2 separate regions of the Gossypium arboreum genome follow, and region 1 is linked to region 2. A link is a contact called in public Hi-C data. All regions are on one chromosome and are shown on one strand. Each heading gives the region's core, a stretch centred on a gene start, on an enhancer-like site or on the middle of the called end of the contact. The rest is flanking DNA. Distances are from core to core; before and after follow the strand shown.

What was found. A called contact is a pair of places that touch in the nucleus more often than the background predicts.
Region 1: a Hi-C map of leaf shows a contact between it and region 2, with 3 times the contacts expected there. The contact joins the promoter of LOC108464976 here to the enhancer-like site in region 2. A contact is called at or near these places in 2 of 5 Hi-C or Micro-C datasets (both in leaf).

The regions. Positions count from the first base shown.
Region 1 is chr1:24,211,785-24,218,422 of ASM2569848v2, reverse strand. It overlaps LOC108464976 (putative phospholipid-transporting ATPase 9), which reads right to left and starts at 4,741. Exons shown (of 11, transcript XM_053027986.1): 1 at 3,309-4,741; 2 at 1,251-2,602; 3 at 993-1,103; 4 at 460-736; 5 at 243-331; 6 at 46-154. The coding sequence starts at 3,701.
Region 2 is chr1:24,174,271-24,181,058 of ASM2569848v2, reverse strand. No RefSeq gene overlaps it. Among protein-coding and RNA genes, the nearest start is that of LOC108464975, 26 kb to the right of the region's middle. Within about 2 kb of position 4,613, at least 1 of the 2 cell types and tissues checked has an H3K27ac peak or open chromatin away from gene starts, as enhancers often do. A contact at or near this core is called in leaf, where this site is marked.

The DNA of each region.
Region 1 (6,638 bases), core at 3,492-5,991, 37 kb before region 2:
AAACATAATGATATGCAATCAGAGTTCAAGGTATGAGATGTTTACAGCTGCAGCAGCGGATTTGTCATCCGATTTCTCCAATGCCTTGTTTTCTGGAGTCTCTGGATTTATTACTATTTGCTTCATTCCTTGTCTAAGCAAACTACAAGCAAAGCTGCAAAGTTCAACACAAAAGTTTCAAAAATCAGCATATGGAAGCTCACATCAGAGCCTATGGTAAGCACTTCTAATAATCACCGTACCCAATATTTATTGCTGTCTCCATCTTATCTCCTGTTAGAACCCATATTTTGATCCCAGCTTGTGCGAGTTTGTCAATGCATTCAGGAACCTGTCCGGCAAGAAAGGCGAAATACTCAATATAAAACCAAAGATTTCGTATTAAAAGTGACTTGATTCTCCAGCGTTTGAACATGAAATGAAACACGAACAAGTCATATTTGTTGCTTTCAAACTCACCCCATTTTGAAGTTTGTCTTCAACAGCTGTAGCACCAAGAAGAATCAAGTCCCTCTCAATCTTTCCTGCAACTTCCTCAATCATTTCTTCGCGATCAGCACTCACTAGGTTCTTGGCTTCTGTGAACTGCTCATTGAACTCGACATATTCTTGCTCATCTATTTCACGGTATGCAATTACCAAAGTCCTCAAACCGGCATCGGCATATTCTGCAATGTGCTCCTTGGTTTGCTCTGCAAATTCTTGTCCATTCTTTGCAAGTCTTTCAAACATGACACTGCTTGATTAAAGAAACAAAATGCGCTTATTATAATCTCTTTTCAAGTATTTGGATACTGGAAAGAACTACTGAGCAACATAATTTAGCCAGTCAGGAGTTACACATTTCTTGTCCCCTCCCTGACATTCATCCTTTAAGTCTTGGAGATAGAATGACGTCCTAGTCGTTAGTTTTGGTGCTATGTTCATCATTATCACTAAAATTACTCTAAATAGTCCTATTAGGTAGTAAACGGCTGCTTCAGATTACGAACCTGTCAGCACCTTTACAAAGTAGCAGGAGCTTTCCCTCCTCATTCCTCACAATCACCGACATCCGCTTTCTTGAGCTACTAAATTCCAAGATGTTCAATAGATTATAAGATCTGCAAAAGGGAATAGAAATGTTCCATCATGTTGAATACATATATGAAAATACCATTAGCCACAAAAGCCTATGTATTCTGCTTGCGGCTACAGTTGATGCAATGGAAGGCCTTGGAAATGGTTTATTAGCTATTAAGGTTTATAACCTTTCAACTTTTTCTCCGGAGAGTGGATCGAACTCGTAGAATGAAATGCTTGTTTGTGTCCTTTCATAGAACTCAAATCCCAGTTCTCTGGCAGCAACGACAAATGCTGCCTCATCTGGTGATTCAGCCTCATATGAAGTTCTTCCTGCTTCTTCATCCACTTCAGGTATTGCAGTGTGACAGACAGCCAATAGTCGTAAGAACTTCTGGATTACATCTGCTCGAGGTTCTTTTATCCAATTCCCATTCATCATTCTTTCATCCACAAAGTTGAACCCTTTGACAGATGGCTTTTCTTTCTTAAACTCCTCTACTTGTCCCTCTTCCTCTGTCACGTCTTGGGCCAAAGGCGAACCCTTTCTCCAAGCGAGAGCTCTTTCGACTTCAGTTACTCCATGACCATAAGATGTTCCTGCTACAGAACATTTGATAAATTCCATTGAGTTGCAAGTCAAAGTTCCGGTTTTATCAGAAAGTATTGTATCAACCTGACCAAGTTCTTCATTTAGATTCGAGGTTCGAGCTCGTGCCAGCTTGTCTGCTTCTTCATAGTACATGTGTAGATCTTGGTCGATGAAAATGCTCTGGAGAACTTTGACAACTTCAATGGATACATATAAGGAAATGGGAATCAAATACGAATACAACATCAGGGCTGTCAGAAATTGCAAAATTGCAGCAACTGTTGCTCTTTCCGGATCATAATAAACTGTGGTCTCATCAGGTCTAAGGTACCATCTTGTCATTTTTCCATTTTCCAGGTCCTCCCTAGTTGCTATTCCAAAGAAAATCGACCCAATAACAGACAGCAAAACGAGCAAAGCAAACAGAACGTACACAATCTTATCCATCCTCCTCTCAATCTTGCTTCTCTTAGAAGGAGGTTCGGTTGAATTTTGAATGACCTTTGTGTCATGTCCTGTGAAGATAACTGCACCAAAAATATAATCTGTGTTCCGTAATTTCGAGTCCCTAAGTAGAAGCTGCTGAGGAGATAGTGGATATTGTTCTTTTCTGAACTCCAAACTGCCAACAAAAGAGTATAAGTTTGCATTCGGATCTTCACATCTGATGACAGCCTTAAAATTTTGAAAGCTCGAATCCTCATGCAGACTTGAAGTTGCTTCCAATGCTTGTTTTAGTTTCAAATTGGTTTCCCCATCGAGGTTCATCGTTTCAACATAGCAAATAGCTTCTTCATAACTTGATGACAGCAAAATAAGATCTGCAGGAAAGAATTCATCCTTCTCCACCTTGACTATATCCCCCACTTTCAAATCCATCCATTTCGTATGCTCAAAACCACCATCACCTTGATGCACTTTAACTTTCCTGTTATTCATTTCAATGTCCTGCAATGTCATCAACAACCGGTTTACAAACCCGAGAAACATAGACTAAAAAAACCAGATAAAAAAGAAACAAAATGAAGAATGGAGATAGAGAAAGCGAGACATAAAGGAATAGCATCAATCCCACATACTAAAGAAGCAAATTTTCTTTTTTGAAGGAAATTCTACAGAAATGTGCATAAGAAGCAAAAATTTATACATATTTGAGTAGCACTACCATAAACATTTTTCAACCATTATACAGTATGTAACACCAATTTTTTTATGCAAAGTATCATTTGAAGGGACTTGAACACCTCAACAAGATAGACAATAGATCGACTACATCTAAATTGACATATCTCTAAGACATCGGCAACCCGCTTTGCTCTACCGGCACCTTTCTCTGTCTCACCTGCAAGATAACCGCTATAGGCAACCTCCTATGAAATATGTTAACTATTTGCACCTATGAAGTATGTTTTCCCAAAAATCCTGTCCTGAACAGACAAATTTTTGACATCTCATCCTAAAAACCCAACAACATATACGTTGCCTACCTGAAATTTCAGAAATCTACCATACATTCTCCATAATTCATAAAAAAAGGAACATCACAGCATATTTTAGTCTAAGAACTGTCGGCAACTGAATATAAATTTGTAACATCAAAAATCAGAAGCACAATAATCCTAAACTATCGTTCAACTCAAAGCCGGTCAATTACCTGCTTTTTTCGCTTCCAATCTTCGACGGCCTCCTTTCCCATAGTGGCTCCAATTACAACAACTAATGGAAGAACATTACTGATAGGTGAGTATGGAGAGAGTGGTGTAAAAGACAGTATAGCACAGATTAGAAAATAGAAATTGGCAACTCTCCTGAATTGCTCAAACAATGATTTTGGGAAGAACGTTGCAAGTGTATACTTTGTACTTCTAACATAATTTCCACCATGGTTAAGCAAACTTGCTTCAAAACATTCAGGGTCATTGCAATATACTACTCTAGAGAAACCAGGGCCTCCAATCAATGAATGATCCCCTCTAAAAGATGCTTTCCCACATGTGAAAGCATGAATTCTGCTAAAATGTTGTTTTTTCCTCCTTCCACCAGCCATTTCTTTTGCACAAAATTTAATCCTATTCAAATGGTCCAAACACTAAAATTCAAGAAACTTTTGCAGTCTTCAGAAGAAGATGAAGTTATAAAGCAAGATTCTGGAAACAGAAACCAGCTGCAAAGAAGATCCAGGAACCAATCAGACAAGGATTCTATTTATGAACAAGCAAAGAAATGGGAAAAAAAAAGAAAAGAAAAGAAAAGTTAATGAAGCTCTCTCTATCTGAAACCATTAGCAAGCAGCCATATGAACCACTAAAATGATGAAGAAAAGAACCCCATTTCATAAATGAAGATCCCCAGAAATGACAAGAGAGAAGCAAAGTATTTACTTAAACAGCATACATTGTTCACAAATTCTTTTTCATCTTAATTAGTTTAATCTTTGGTAGAGATTGTGGACCAGGCTGCCATGTTTCAACTTTGACTTTCAGATGAAATAAACAAACCAAACCTTAACACATTTAGTATAACCCAACTACTTTTTTGCATTTCATTTAAAACCCAAACAAATTATTATTGATAATTTAAAAAAATTAAAAAAAAAAAAGAAGAGATGCCATGAAAGAGTTTAAGAGAAACCAGATAAAAATAGAAAATAACTTTGAATCATGTGATAGGAACTTGTTTTTCAAAGGTACCCAATAGTGTAACACTGCTAAAAATTGTAGCTAAAGAAAGAATATTTGAATAACAGTTATAATTATAGACGAGCAATTATTACTTGAGTTTATCAAGTCAGAAAGTCAATGGAAAACAAAATTGTAAGGGAAACGTGAGAAAGAAAAAGAAACCCTTTTACTAAAAAGACAAACAAAAGAAGAGAATTTTCTCAAAGAAAAAAGAGTTTAATCAGAGAAGAGGCTGAGAATCTTCCTTATCTGATATTTATGTTTATAACAGATTAGATAGTGATACTGTTGTTTTTATTTTTTCTTTTGTATACATGAAAAAGTATACTGTTCGTCGAACATATGATACAAAAACATAAAATTGACATTTTCTGGTATCTTCCATCCCCTTGCGGATGAAGGAAAAGTATTTGGAAAACAAGCAAACCAAACAAATTAGGACAGTTTTAATGTGTTGTAAGAAAAAGTGAAACACACAAGATTTGATAGATTTCGGGGTAAAATTATAAATCAATCCCTGTACTGTATTTGTATTGCATTTCAGTCCTTTTACTTGAAAATTTTATAGAAACGATCTTGTCCATTAGAAAAATGAGCAAGATGATCCATACTGAGATTGTTGTTGTTAAGTTGGAGATCTGGCATTTTAAATTCCGATGTGGATTAATTGAGGTGAAAAATAAAAATTAAAAATTGATGGAACTTTTAGATGGTTTTTGGAATTTGGATTTCTAATTTTTAACTGGGTAGACTGCTCGTGTAACCTCTCCAACATAACCTAAACGTTAGATCTTAATTCGGAAAATTACATTAGCCACCGAAGTGACTCAATTAGCTATCGCGGTTTTAAAAACAGTCATTTCGAAATATGTGTTTAATTTAGTAGAAAACTTAGTTAATTACCAATTTATTAATCTTCAAAACCTTAATTAAGATGTAGCCGTGGAAATGTGACAAGTGGTTGTTTTTAAATAAAAATCAGAAATTCATGCATAACTCAATAATAAACATATCTTGTTATCCTAAAATCAAATTAAGTGTAATGCAATATAAAACTCAAATCCTAAATCACATGTCATAGTCGGAATAAAATAATAATACAAACTCTGAATAATGAAACATCAAATAATATATCTAAAAATATATTAGAAAATAGAGTTAAAACCCTCCAGATATCAGTGTGAGTTCCATCACAAGTAAATCAGTGTCAAATAGTAATCCAAGCATATGTAATAACATTATACATTTTATTAGCAATCTCATAGCATAGATGAAAGTGATAGTTCATTCGAACATGTTTATGTGTGATGATGCAATACATAGCAATTTCAATTTAACAGTATAAACAGGTTCTGCCCCACTATTACACTCCAGAGTTAGAGTTTCCCAAAACTCTTATATTCCGGACACTCCAGTTTGTGGATAAACCACCAGAATTGGAGGTTAATACGCTGCCAGCAGTTGTGAATACACAACGGATTTACAGATAATAGCTGCCAGTATAAGTTGTGGATAAACCACAAGTGTTTGCAAGCTAATATGCTGCTAGTAATTGTGAATACACAACAACTTTGCAGATAAAATGTAACACCCCTGACCCGTATCTATCGCTGGAACAGGGTTACAAAGCATTACCAAATTTACAGATTAGACAGATAGAAATCTTAAACATTTCATATCATTTAGCATTCATGTAAAAAAAACCAATCAAATTTATACATATTGTCCCTAATACGAGCCCTCGAGGCTTAAAATACACCTTAGAAACAAATCTGGACTAAATTGGAAAATTCAGAGAATTTTTCAGAAACTTATATAATTTTCAAAACGGGGTCACACAGCCGTGTGGTCAGGCCGTGTGACTCACACGACCAAGAGACAAGCCCATGTCTTAGGCCATGTGAGCATTCGAAATAGGGACACACGGCCGTGTCCCAGCCCGTGTTCGTGCCCGTGTAACTCTCTGACTTGTGCCACACGGCCAAGCCACACGCCTGTGTGCTAAGCCATATGAGCATACTGACTTACTCTTTTAAAAGATATAGGGGACACACGACCGTGTCACCTGGCCGTATGTCACACACAGCTGTGTCACTTAGCCGTGTGTGACACACGGCTGAGACATATGCTTGTGTGGATAAAAATAGGTCATTTTCCAAGCCATATTTCTCACCCAAATTGGTACCAACCTAAACACAACAATGTGCATATAACCAAGTCATAAATAGGCATCCAAAACCAACCAAAATCAAGCTTAAAACATGTAATATCATCGAATACGACCAACATGCCCGTAGGCACCT
Region 2 (6,788 bases), core at 3,364-5,863:
AAATGAAAATGGAACCAAATTGGAATATCTAGAATTCTCTTCATTTTCTCTTCATTTTCATCAGCTGAAATATAGTCATGGAAGAGGGTTCAAGCTGGTTTTCATACTCTAGCTTCATGTAAGTTTAATTCTTGCTTTCTCCTTGAAATTTCTAAGATTTTGGACTTTTACAATTGGGTCCAACTTACTATGTCATTAGTTTTTGATTCCATGGCTAATTTTTAAAGTTGCTATGGATGAGTGCTGGAAGCATATGATGAATAAATATAGAATTGAAACTTTAATTTTGATACATGATGATTTTATCAAGTAAAGTTGGTGGAAATTGATTTTAGGACCTAATTATGAAAGAGTTTGGAATTAAGGTCTAGTACTAAAGTTCTGATTTTTAGGGTTATGAAGTAGTTTAAAATGATAGACTAAAGTATTAATTGAGAAAAATTAGCTCAATTGAGGGGTTAATTGAGCAAGGACTGAATTGTATGAACTGTGAAATTTGGGGTAAAGTGGAAATCAACATTTTGCATTAAAACTGTTTTGGACAGTAGCAGTAGTCTAACTTTGAAAAATCACCAAAAATTGTAAAAATCAAATGAGAAGATGAATAAAACATGAAATTAAAGCTTATTGAGCCTAGTTTCTTATAGAAAAAACGATGTAAGCAATGGAATTGTAAATTATAAGATATAATAAATTTTGTGAGATAAGGTCAGAATGATTTCGAGTTCCCCTATTTTGAATTTGGAAAATCACTAAAAATTGAAAAAAAATAATTAGGGGCTTAATTTTATATGTTTAGAATCTTGAATGAGTATATTTTCAATAGAAGTAAACAAAAACATCATTCAAATCCCGTACGAGGAGATAATTAATTTTAAGTGAAGAAGGGTCTGAACTATCAGACAACATAACAGGGGTGAATTTAAAGAATAAACTGTACTTATTGGCTAAACTAAAAATTCTGAAAATTTTATGGTAAGAAGATATGTAAGTCTAGTTTCAGGGACAATTAGCGGATCTTATTTTGGAGCTCCATAGCTCAATTTAAAAATAATTTAGTTACTATGACATGGATGGACAACTTTGGAATATAAATATAAGTAAATAGTGAAATTATAGGTAATGTTACTTATAAGCGTGTTATATACATTAAGGATGTAAAATGGAGAGGAGGAGGAGAAAAATATGTGAGTGACTTATGCATAAATTGATCACATGCTCGATTATATTTGGTAAATGTGAAACTTTGTTAAAATGAAAAACGTTATAAATTCATGTTTGAATTAAATGTTATATATGTTAAAGAATAATTTAAATACTTGATATTGCCTAATAAATGAATATCCGATATTACTTAGTAAATGTCAAGCCAAATATAAAAAAAAAAGTGTTATAAGTGGAACATGTGTGAAAGAATGTGGTAAGTATTTTCATCGTTATTATTGAGCTCATTCACATGAATCTGTCATTTGAAATTGTGATAGACAGGCAGAAATAGTGAATGGCATGCTTATGTATGATTATATGTATTTATTTGAAACATAAGAAAATGATGGTTATATATTTAATATATGGAGACATGAGACTATGATATATGAACATGGAATATATTTTATAAATGTGTTCGTTCATAATTATAGAATTGTGCAACTCAAGTGTACTATTTGTATAAAGATAGTATTTCAAATGATTTGATGAGTAAAGCTCCAATGTGAGATAGCCTTAAATCAAGACAAATTGTTATGAAAGCGTATTTAAAATACATAGATATGATTGTTATAAGTTATGTGAATAAATGATGTGTAAAAGTATATGCATATGAGAAATTTAATGAAAGTTGAGCCCATACATGTTTCGTGATATTTATTTGAATTATATGACTAACAATGTGATAAGAATAGATATTAGGGCTCATGATTAATTCGAATAATTATGCTTTGCATAATTATGTTGAATATAGAGAAGCGTTAAGTTAATTATCATGTTATACGAATTTATTAAATATTACATGTTTACTTTGTTTTACTTTTTTTTTCCTAATTAATAATGATTCGATAAGCTCTAGTAATGCCTCGTACCTATTCCGATGACGAATACGGGTTGAGAGTGTTACACCTGTACATTACATAAATGAGCAAAATAATCCATTCATTAAAATTGTGCCATTAAATGCTTATTTTAGTATTTTATATACATGACATGATAATAGATTTAGCTATTAATTTTTATACATTTATTTGATTTGACCCTTATTTGATTGTTGGGAACAAACTGACTCTTAACTTTTCATTACTAATATAACATCATTTTATTTTATAGCCATCAGCAAATAATTTAAAGTATATAAAAGTTAAACAAACATAAATAAAAATTATATTTCTAAAACTATGAAAACGAGTTATTCAAAATAAAATTAAAAATAACGTAATGACACATTAGCAACGAGTTCAACAATTAATATGAATTTTGTTTATAATTGTTTGATTTTTTTTTTATGTTTCATTGTTTTGATTTTAAATGTTTTCTTTCATAAATTTTAGAATTATAATTTTTATTTATGATTTTTTAAAATTTCTATTTCTCTACTTTTAATAAATTTTAAACTGCCTGTTGGCTGGTCTTATTTTTAGTTTTTTTTTAATTTCAAGATTTTTAGTTTATACTTTCAGTATTTTCTAAAATCATTTAATATTAATTATAACTTTTATTAAAGAATTGTATTTACTAAATGTCTTCTCCCCAAATCTTCAAAAGCGGTTTCTCTTTTAATTTTGATTATTTTTGTTCATTGGGAAAGAAATGCAAGAAAAAAGATCTAAAAATATGGGGAATTTTAAGAAAGCCAGAGAAGAAGATAAGGGTTTCTACAAATCAAAATAATCAATCCATCTTAGAAATCCAAATACATAAACCCAAGCAATAGTCCCCAGATTTTTTTTAAAAAAAAAATATTTTTGTTAATTGCTTTTAAATTGAGTCAACACAATAAACAAGTAAAAAGTGAATACTATCTTTAGTCCATAATATTAATAAGTGAATTAAACTCTATCTATCTTCTAGTATAGAGATCTTATTTTATACTTAAATAATAGAACAATTACCTCTAAATTCTTACTTTGAGAATTTTAGTTGTAACTCTTCAAATGCACTTAAAAATAAATTCCTTAATAAATAATAAAGTGCTTTTTATACTCTTGTACAAAATGTATACAAGTTTTCAAGACTTGTTAACATAATAGTGATAAATTAGAATTTAACCCTTAATAACAATAGCCACAAAATAGTAAAAACAATATACTAATTAAAACCAATGTAAAGTGAATTGTTTGAGATTCATTCCTAAAGAAATTATTAATGCAATCTCAATTAGTTCTCCACAATACAAGAGCTTTAATTATTTGGTCCAAGCTAATCTAATTTCTAAAAATAATTATTTTAACTAGATTGGTCACAATATCAACACCATTCAAAGCCTAAAAATTTTGTTTAAATTAATTGTAAAATTCAAATACGGAAAGTTTTTTTTCTTTTGACAAATCAAATATGAAAAGTTAGTACGCTGTAGTAGAGACGATAAAAGTGGCCACTTTCTATTGATACTGTGCCACTTCAAAAATAAAAACTGAAACAATCAAAAGCAGATAAAAGAAAACACAATAGTAGCAATAGTAGGCTTCTAACAATCCTCCTCCTTGCTCTATTCCCCTTTTTCTTCAAAACAAATGCCAAAGTTCGTTACTTGGGGTGAGCTAGGATGTCATTCCACAAGGCTACCTCTCGGTCTCAAATTTGTTGAACAACTTTGAACTCAATGCGTAGCTTGGCAGTGACTGTTATGAGATACAATAGATGAGGAAAATTTCTTAATCCATAAATTAATACTTAAATTATATTATTTTTAAAGTTAGTATTTAAATTTCTTTTATTACAATTGATACTTAAACTATTCTTTTATTATTCATTTTACACTAATATATTATATCAGTTTAAAAAATTTCAATTAATAATAAACCGTCATGTCATAGAAACTTAAAGAAGTATTTTTTTAAATTCTTTTATTTTCCTTTTCTCTTTTACATTATCTCTCATTATTTATTTTTCTTTTCTTTAATAAGGTATTGCAATACCAACCGTGTTCGAAATTTACTCTTCTAAGGTTGAAATATGACGATTAATTACATTTTCAAACTTCATTACTTGCTGGCTCGACTTGATAGAATTGAAAAAGTTATTCCACCGATTAAAAACAATATTTTCAAAATTAGACAGACTAGATTAAGAACCGATCGAAGTACTGATCTAGAAATAAAAGTTAAATTAATTAATCATTGAATAGATAGAGACAAATTGAACTAAATTAAAAATAATAATTGAAACAATTTTCTTTTGTTTTCTAAAATATTTTTTTTATTTTTTATAAAATTTTAAATAAATAATCCAACCGAATAAATTGATCCCACCGTCCATATTTTGGGAGGGAAGGAGGTGTAAAACAAAAAGTGAGATTTATGATTTACGGAAATATTTAAAAGAAAGGTAAGAAAAAGATAGTAATTAAAGCACATGGGTCTGCTTGCTTTAAGCCCACAAAAAGGTGCAATAAATGATGTAGAATTGGTCATCCATGTGATTTAAACCAAGCCCCATAGACACGACCATGCTGACTTCAATTCTTCTGCAGTTGCCAAAATCTTGACAATTATTAAGTGTTGTCAATTTCTAAAATGATATTTGAAATTTAATATAAAATAAATTAGAATAATGATTTTCCGATGCATTTCGATATATGTTTAGCAAAGAATGCGACTTAAAATAAGGAAAAGAAAATATCAGTACTGATGAATACTTCTTTTTATATATATAAAAAAATTAGTGTTTATGTGGATATAACTTTGATTTAATGATAAAAGAAAGGATTTTAAAAATTGAAAGTCTCAAACACCTTTATTTGGATTTACTACTTTTATTAGAGTAGGGTATGCATATTTTAATGATAATTTGTTATTGATTGATTGGTTTTTTTTTTTTTCTTTTTATAAATAAATGTTTAAAGGTAAATTGGTTGGGGGTGTTTGGTATCCCGATCCCAAACTTGAATACAGTTTTGAGCAGCATTGGTATCAATAATTAAGGCACTTAACTACGTCACTCATTATTGCTTGCTTGCAACTCCCAACCATAAAATTTTTCACGATTTCACTTTAATTTTTATTTATAAATTCTTTTCTCAATATAAAATGATATAGATTCAAGCGTTGAAATAGATTTATTCTCCTATTTAAAGATTTAAAAGAATTATCAATAATACTAGACATTATATTAAAAACTAATTCAAGAGCATTGAAATAGATTTATTTTCCTATTTAAAGATTTAAAAGAATTATCAATAATACTAAACATTATATTAAAATAATAATAAATTTGAATAAAATTCTTAATATAACATAACTTTTAACAGGCTCGTTCTAAACTTTTTTGCATGTATATTTTAGACCATCGTAATTAAATTAAAATTTAAAAAAAGATTTTATAAAAAATAACATATCCTTTAATAAACCTATTTACAAATCATATTATTTTATCATAACTATTCTTGTTCATTGTGTTTTCTTTTCTCTTATTTTAGTTATAGATTTCGTATTTTCAATTTTGTAGTACTTTAGTGTATATATGAGATTTGTCTCGATAAGAGTACCACCAAATTTATTAAGAATCGTTCTCGAAGAACCTCGTCAGGGAAGTGTTCATAAAATTGGACTTCAAGATGCTAAAGAGTGTTAGCTTGATTGATCAAACCGAAATTCCCAAGAGGGTGGTGAATTAGCTTTTTTAAAAATTAAGAAAACTAGAAAGAAAAGATAGAACAATGAACACAACAATTTAGAGTGGTTCGATCCCAATTATTTACTCAACTACCTTAGTTTCTGTAACTAAGGATTTTCGCAAATTCACTAATTTGTTCAACTTTTAATGACAAGGTTTAACCTTACAACTCCCTTAAGATCACGAACCTTCTCAAAGGATTACAAAGAAGCAAACAAAGAAATAATTATTACAAGATTAGAATGTTTGCCAATTAAGCACAAATAAACAAGAATACACTTGAGCTAAATAACAACAATAAAAACTCACAACTGTGTACAAGAAAATTATGAAAGTATTGGGCACAAAGGTTGTTTGATTGATGATTTTTGCTTGAATATGTTTTTTTATTGTTGTAGGATCCTTAAAAGCTAGTATTTATACCCCTTAATTGATTTACAACTGTTGGGGTTGTTGTAGTAGTTAATAGAGCCATTAAGATGTGAAAACCAGAGCATTTAATACACCTGCAATAGCGAGTATTGATACCAAATAAAAATGTATCGATATTTTTTTTGTAATACATGCTAAATTAAGTGATCGTTGGAGCTAAAATATCAATGCCACATAAAAGGTATCAATACTGGATCGATACTTAGTTGAATTTGTGAAAGTCTGAATGTCAATTTGGTATTGTTTGTTTCAAGGGGTATCGAGATTTTGGTCAAATAAGTATTGATACTTTTTGGCCTAGAGCAATTCTGACTTGTTTAAAAAACAGTTTATCTAGTTGAAAAAGTTCATACTTCGTTTTTAAGATTGATTTACAAATTTTCTAAGCAAGAATTGAAAATTTTATCTCTTAAACTTCTTTTGAAAAATCATTTTCTTAATTTTGTTTAATTTTAACTTTTATTCAAAATCTCTTTAATTTCTTATATAAAGTTATATTTTCAAATAAAGCTTGGTTTAACAATCTCCCCCCT